Regions from separate parts of the Zea mays genome. Here region 2 is linked to region 1. Evidence: chromatin contacts called from public Hi-C data. All regions are on one chromosome and are shown on one strand. The core of a region is the stretch at or near the end of the contact, and the rest is flanking DNA. Distances in the headings are between cores, read along the strand shown. Region 1 holds the start of LOC541777 (CENPCA protein). Region 2 holds the start of LOC100274696.

Region 1 (4,173 bases), core at 460-2,959:
CGATACGGTCGGTTGGCGAGGCGATCTGGCCAAGGTTGCTTCACCGTGAAGCCTGCCCGAGCTGGGCCTCGGGTGAGTCGAAGGTGCGCCCGTTGCTTGAGGAGGCCCTCGGGCGAGGCGTGAGTCCGTCTGGGTTTACTGTTCCTGCCCGAGGCTGGGCTCGGGTGAGGCGAGATCGTGTCCCTTGAGTGGACGGAACCTTTACCTGAATTGCGCCCATCAAGCTTTTGCAGCTTGTGCTGATGGTGATTACCAGCTGAGTTTAGTAGTCTTGGGGGTACCCCTAATTATGGTCCCCGACAAGCACCCTTGTACGTGCCCCCTTTGAGCTATAAAAGGGAGGGCACACGACGTTACAAGGCAGATTTACTCAGACTCTGATACAATACACAGACAGTGGAGTAGGGTATTACGCTCCGACGGCCTGAACCACTCTAAACCCTTGTGTGTTCTTGTGTTCATCCCGAATCCATCTAGCAGACAAAACGCTTAGGCCCCTCCTCATCTTAGGATTTAGGGCGGGTGCGTCCCGCCACCCGGTCGGAGAATTTCCTCTCCGACATTTATAATTTGTAACGAGTCGAGCTTGTATTTCAACTCGTTACGATAACGAGCCAGCTCGAGCTGGCTCGCGAGACAAACGAGTTAGAGTAATTAGTCAAATTACAATAATCTCCGATCCAAAATAGTTAATCTTGTACTCTACTATAGTTAATATTGTTCTTTGTTGAGTGTGGAATATTAAGTTGCAAACTCTATTCTTTTTTTCTGCATAGATCTCCTTTTTTTCTTTTGCTACATGTTTTTATATACGTTTGTAGACATTAGACATGATATTATCGAACTAGCTCGCGAGCTAAACGAGCCAGCTCGAGTTGTCAAACGAGTCGAGCCGAGCCAGCTCGTTATCTTAACGAGCCAGTTTGAGTCGAGTCGAGCCGAGCCAGCTCGATATCCACCCCTAGTGGAGTCTCACGCTATGGGAGAAATTTGTGATTTTGCCACTCTTAATTTTAGTTGTCTGTTATTATGACATCCCGTGTGTATGACTGATAAGACCATACGTGTCTATGATTTGTGGACTTGATGACAATATAACGATGCTCATAAATAATAATGATAAAATTGACAATGGCTACAGTGGTAGGGGAGGGTGATGCTCGCGGGGAGCGACGGCCTTAGGGTGTGCGCAGCGGTAAACACTAGCCATCCCCCTTCCCTTGCATGCCCGCTGTAGGGGGCACCCCACGGTCGCAGCGGTGCCCTCTACGCGTCGGTCCCCTTCTCTCCCCCCAAGATCTAGCGTGTCACTGTTCATCACCCTAAACACTGTGCTGTGGGTCCACGAGTAATTGTTAGTAGATAAAAAATTAATAATTGATATAGAAAATGATATTTTATAGTTGTAGTGGGGTATATGGGAGTATTTAGGGGGAACCGCTGCGGGAGATGAAAAAATATGGAAAAACATAGGGGAGAAAAGTGATATAGGGGGAAAAATTTAGGGGTAACGGTTGCGGATAGCCTTACCCTTCCCCATCCTCACTCTCCCGTCATCCAGCCTAGTAGCCTACCGTTTCAATTTTTGAACTCCCGGTCCGGCAACCCTCCCCAGCCAGCGTTCCACTCACTCCGGCATCGCTTCGAATCTCCGCGCGGCGGCGGGACCGCGTGACCGACGCGCGGCGCTGCCCCTTCAGAAAGCCGCATGGACGCCGCCGACCCCCTCTGCGCCATCTCCTCGACTGCGCGACTCCTTCCGCGGACCCTTGGCCCCGCCATTGGGCCTTCCCCCTCGAACCCCCGCGACGCGCTCCTCGAGGCCATCGCACTCGCCCGGTCTCTGGTACGTGCGCTCGCCCTTCGCTCGAGGCATGCACCCACAGCCAGGCTCGATTTGCCGCCACGCGTGCTTGCGGTTGCTTGGTCTGGGTGGCATGACAAGGAGGTCCATCTCGAAAGTCCCTAGGGATCTAGGGTTCTGCATTCCTTTTTCCATTTAGAGCATGAGATGAGATATGTCCGCTTTCTAGGTCTTACTAGCTGTTTTTACCTTCTTTATATTGCCTTAGAGGGAAATACCTCATCGCGCCAAACAGGATAAACATTGTACTACTTTTGCTTGAGTGCTAACTTCAGCGTTTCACAACGTTCCGTGTAGAAAGGGTCTGAGGAGCTGGTTAAGCAGGCTACAATGGTGCCGAAGGAGCACGGGGACATCCAGGCTCTCTACCATGATGATGGAGTGAAAGGCTGGCCTCCTGCAAATGGCAGCAAAGAGCAACAGGGAAGAAGGCCAGCACTGGATCGTAAACGGGCTCGGTTTGCTATGAAGGACACTGGAAGGCAAGCTATTTGCTAGGCAAACAACCTTCCTATAGATCTCCAGGAGCAGTGTGAGCTTGAATATCATTCATCTGACTTGTCTTGATGCGTTTTCTTCGCAGCAAACCGGTGCCTGTTGTGGACCAATCTAAGTTATCAAATATTTCAGATCCAATCACATTCTTCATGACCTTGGATCGGCTTGAAGGTCACTCTTACCATTTCCATTGATTCATTGATCAGCATTAAGCATGCACTAATAACGGTTCATTATTGCAGAAGCCGAGGAGGAGATCAAACGGCTAAATGGAGAGGCAGAAAAACGCACATTGAATTTTGATCCTGTAGATGAACCCATTAGACAGCCTGGTTTACGTGGGTATGCAGTATGCTGCTTATCTCTCTTTCTATATTCTGTGAGTGAACGATTAGGTATTATTTCTTAGTAAGAGGATTATTCACAAGAGAGTGAGATAAAATTTCACCTATATTCTCTGTTCACTTGTGTTATGCAACATGCTTGTTTGGATGTATGTGCGTCCATATCGTTCATTCTACATGTTATTGCTACTGGTTGAGGCAGACAATGTGGAAACATTATACTTGCTTTTTCTTTACCCAACATGCTCTCAACCTACCTGCAATGTGCTCAAAAGCATCCATGATGAAATATGACCTGATCCATGATTATTCCTATTAATTGACAGGAGAAAATCAGTCCGCAGTTTCAAGGTAATTGAGGATGTTGGTACTCAAGATCCCAATGAGGCACCGGCTTCCCAAACAGCAACTATGACAGGATCTCAGTTGTCACAGGATGTTATGCATGCTGTTGCGGGCAAAAATGGACGATCTGTTTCCTCAAGATCTAGTGAAGCTATTTCAGAGAAAGAAGGTTAAACAACATTCGTTTAAATTAGTTTGCCATTATCTGTACTTAAATTTTATTAATGTAAATTCCATATTTACAGTTTCATTAGCTGAGAAGGATGGCCGTGACGATTTGACTTATATACTGACCTCAATCCAAGATTTAGATGAATCTGAAGAGGAAGAGTTTATCCGGAAGACCTTAGGGATTAAAGAAACAAGGAAAGAAAGAGTTAGTCTTCGTAACTCCATTCTTGGAGTTAGGTCCCTAAGAAGCAATACTGAACAAAAAGGTTCAATGAAGGTCCACCCTCCAGAAAGTCATTTGCCTCAGACTCGCCAAGATCGAATTTCAGAGTTAGAGAAACATTTGTTTCCTGGAGGTGCAGCAAATGCTAAATGCACAGATGATGAATCTGAAGGGTCACCAGATATTGTGATGGGTGAACCATCATTGGTGCATTATTCTTCTGATGTTCTGATGACTGATGAGAACTTTACTGCAAGTGACGTTGACAGGGAGACCCCAAATCTGGGTGCCAGAGCAGCAGACCCTGTTCTTGATCCTGAACCAAACTTGCCTGATCATGCATATGAAAGGCAACCTGGAGGTTCCTCACTTGGTTTGTACAGAGACACAGAAGTTGGAGTTGCCAAAGAAAATGAGACATGTAACAGGAGCAATATATCTGTGGAGGTGCTTGTTACTAAACTCATTTTTCACCTTTTACTTCTTCATTACTGAAGTTTTGGTCCATTGACTATGACATATCTCGATTTACTTCGTGCTGCAGGAAGATGATGTGCCAATAGACTATATAACTATTGGCAGGTCTACTAATGAAACAGAAGTTTCTTCTTCTCATCCTTTGGAGGGCAGCTCGACAGAAGAATTGGTCACTAAACCAGGTAGACATGCGGCTCCAGATGGTATCTGTAGGACTTCACATGCAGCTGAGGATAGCATTCAACATCTAG
Region 2 (3,728 bases), core at 535-3,034, 180 kb before region 1:
ACATACCACCATGCTCTGGAAACTTTTTTAATATGGAATCTGCAGCCTTAAGCCCTTTCTTATATTGCTTAGTCTCGTAGGATTTCTGTGGGAAAAAACATTGACACAAAGTTTTAGAGAATTAAACAAAAGACAGCTACCATGCAACACACGTCACACTGATAATCTGATATTGAGAACAGAACATAGTGGACTAGCTTATATAGGCATCAATAAAAATTGTAGGACATATCAAGAGTATGAACAGTTACATTTCTCGTAGGTGCAGAAATTATGCACGAACTGAAGAACATAATGAATATCGTCCTCAAATACCCAAAGCACTAAAGCACAACAAAGGCTACAGTAAATCTCCAAAGCCGTGACCACTTATTACCATCAACATTGTGAAGCAGCTAGTCATAGTTGCTAAGGCGAGGTAAGGGGACTGAACCCCTTTTTAACTTTTAAGGGTTAAAGCGTAAGACGAGGCAACGCCTTATATTTGAGAAAGTGTGTAGGACAAAAATACTAATAAAGAAGAGAAAAATGATGAAGAAAAGGAAAATAATAGTCTAACCAGTCCAAATCAGCCCACTTGGCCCATTAAAATTAGGTTACCCACTTATTCACTCACTCCCAGCCCTCTCCCAGCCGCACCCATCTTCCCTCAGCGCTCTCTCTCCCCCACCCCACTACTCCCTCTCTCCCAGCCGCTTTTCCCTCTCTCCCAGCCGCCTCTCTCCCAGCTGCCGCAGAGGTGAGGGGTCAGGGGACCTCGCCGTCGCAGCTGGAGCTCGCGGTCGCGGAGGGGAGCGGCCACCGCCACCGCTGCTGATGGCACTCTCCAGAGACACAGTTTCAAATTGCATGTTCAGGTCAGGATCCAACCTACATCACTCCAAGGCGTCCTCATAGCGTAGCCTTAGAACTCTCCAAGGCGTCAGAGCGACACCCTACTGTCCAAAGCAGACGCCTTAGGCTCCGAGATAAGGCGACCAGGACTCCTTAAGGTTTTCGCACGCCTTAGCGCTTAGGCATCGCCTAAGCGACGCCTTAACAACTAAGCAGCTAGTCCAAAATTTTAGACCCAAAGAGACAACTTAGCGATTTTTTCAAACTTCAAGTTAGTTGTTTTGATGCTATGCTAAAAACCTAAAATCATGCCAGCATGCTAAGATTTTGAGGCCATCCAGCCTATTTACAATGTGAACTCCATGTCACAGCAAAGCTGTGTGCCACCTATGCACTAGGATGCCGATATTAGAATCCACTTCTTAAAACAGTACATGTAGATGTAGTATCAAAAAAATCCACTACTCACTACAATCAATCAATTAAGTCAAGACAACATTAGTCACCAATCACTGTCGGTATGAAATCCCTAAACAAGGTGATAGACTTGCACGGTTAAGCACAGCTCATATTCAAGCTACGAACACTGTTTCCCGAGCTAACATGCTCCGCTTGTTTACCACGAGGCACTCGTTCATCGAGTTACAAACAAACCACAGGTTCATAGAGCGGACAAGAAAACCAGATAAATCCATGCGTCCGGAGACTCCTGGAGCAGCTCGGATCGCCAGCATATCGAATCGAGCGGAACCGGACCACGAAGCCAGCAGATTTGCGGGGGGCGGATCGTCTCGAATCTAGAAGGGTGGAGACGAAGTGGAGCGGGGATGTGGGGTGCTTACGACGATGACTTTGAAGAGGTTGGCTTCCTTGGGCGGGAGCGAGGACCCCATGGCTACGACAGGGTCAGCGCGGCGGCGCGAACCCTAGGGCGGGGCAAGGAAGGGGAAGGAGGGAGGGTTTTGGAGTCGCAAGGCGGAAGGTGGGCCGTGGTGGGTGTGGGTGTGTAGCGGGAGGCGTAGAGCCGTAGAGGCATGCGAGGTGTTGTGACCGCTTCGGGCCGCAAGGAACCGACGAACCGTACCCCTTCGTGTTCGGTTGTTGGAACTGAAAAGGAGGCTATTTTGTTCCTGTGGCAGATAGATTTTGGCCAAACAAAACATGCAGCTAACATAACAACATGCCGCGGCAAAAATGTAATAATAAATAGATAGATAAATAAATAAATTCTCTCAGTATAAAAAACAAGTATTTTAGGTTATACTAGTCGGTTGCTCGTGTGTTACGACGGATTACAATAATACCCACGTAAACTATCCACCAAAAAAATCTCAATATTTTTTATTGATTGTCTCCGCTCTCCGTATAATATTTTTTGATTTAGCTAAATGATGTTATTGTTTACTTCATCCAATATGTCTTGGTACAACACGACCAATGAAGTGAGCGATTAGAAGAGAGTTCACATCGACTGACTGCACGAACAGAGATTATAGAATGACATAATTTCATCCTACAGAGACCAAATAAGAGAAAGTTTGTGAGCTTAAGTTTCTAAAATAAATCATATGAACTCAAACTTATTAAAAAGATAAATCAAAATATATAGTGATTGTTAAAGTCAGTCATCAATAAAAAATGGATGTGTTCCATATAAATATGTTATTTCGTAGCAATTACTAACGTTTAAGACTAACAAATAATCTTTCATTTTATTGTTAGTGTGATAAATCATTGTTGCTTCGTCAAATTCAGCAACATCAAACACCATGGAGTTCATTGCGTCAATGTGGTCTCAGAAACGACCTAATACTTGCAAGAGTCAAGAACGTTGTATCGTGTTTGGGTCGTAGCCTCGGCTCGTATGGCATGTTTGGTTCACTGCCTCAGTTGCCACACTTTGCCTAACTTTTCTACCTAAGGTTAGTTATTCAATTCGAACGACTAACCTTAGGCAAAGTGTGGCACATTTAGTCACAAACCAAACAGGCCCGTAGTGCTGACCCGACACGATTATATATTTTTATTTTACAAAAATACGTATATACATATATACAATTTATATTCAATATTAAAAACATCTGAGTATGATATTCTATTGGTTAGAAACAACTTCATCTAGTGTCTCTCGTTCTTCTTCCATCAGGACATAGGTTCAAATACCACTGTTTTTTAACATTTTACGTTTATTTAATCAAATGGTCTGACAGACTAACGGGCCGGTCTGGCACAGTCAGCATATCGGTATGACGTGCCTAGACCAAAGTTGTGGCCCGCGGGCGTCTGGCCTGTGTCGTGCCGCCGTTTGGTCATCTATAGGCGTGCAGCGTGTTAATTTAAAATAGTTGTGAGAGATTATTTGTAAAAAGATAACGATGGACGACCGTTAAAACTGGTGCTTTAATTATAGTAGATATATACAACCTCATTAATTAGGGGTCTTTAAACACATTTATAGAATGTTTTTTGTGCAAATTCTGGGTTTTCCATGGAGAGCTCGTCTCAACTATTCGCTCGATGGAGAAGAGTCGGAGCCATCTCGGGTTGTATCTTTTATACGTGTTGTTTTTTTTTTGTTGATTTGATAATGATTCTGACTAGACATATATGTGTACTCTCAAACTATTGTCTAAATATATATGCGTACTCTCAAACCACAAATGGACAGTAGTCTAAACTACAAAAACGGAGATAGCTACTAGTACACGCAAATACGAGAGACATGAAAGAAAGAGGATAAATCAGACATTACACTTTTAATTAGATCGGCATTTTATTCTTTGGCTTCTCAATGTTATGTAGGATAGCTCATGTAATGTTGTCACTACAATATTCTATCATATTTTATTTGCTTGTCGAACATAGAACCTTACGAGAAACAACTAAAAACAGGC

Evidence for each region. Hi-C and Micro-C count contacts between places; a contact is called where the count stands out from the background.
Region 2: a Hi-C map of endosperm shows a contact between it and region 1, with 5 times the contacts expected there. The contact joins the promoter of LOC100274696 here to the promoter of LOC541777 in region 1. A contact is called at or near these places in 4 of 25 Hi-C or Micro-C datasets (ear, endosperm, leaf and 1 more).

The regions. Positions count from the first base shown.
Region 1 is chr3:224,086,120-224,090,292 of Zm-B73-REFERENCE-NAM-5.0, reverse strand. It overlaps LOC541777 (CENPCA protein), which reads left to right and starts at 1,709. Exons shown (of 14, transcript NM_001111463.1): 1 at 1,709-1,846; 2 at 2,162-2,346; 3 at 2,448-2,533; 4 at 2,605-2,704; 5 at 3,033-3,220; 6 at 3,297-3,892; 7 at 3,990-4,172. The coding sequence starts at 1,709.
Region 2 is chr3:224,269,737-224,273,464 of Zm-B73-REFERENCE-NAM-5.0, reverse strand. It overlaps LOC100274696, which reads right to left and starts at 1,784. Exons shown (of 26, transcript NM_001149007.2): 1 at 1,677-1,784; 2 at 7-85. The coding sequence starts at 1,727.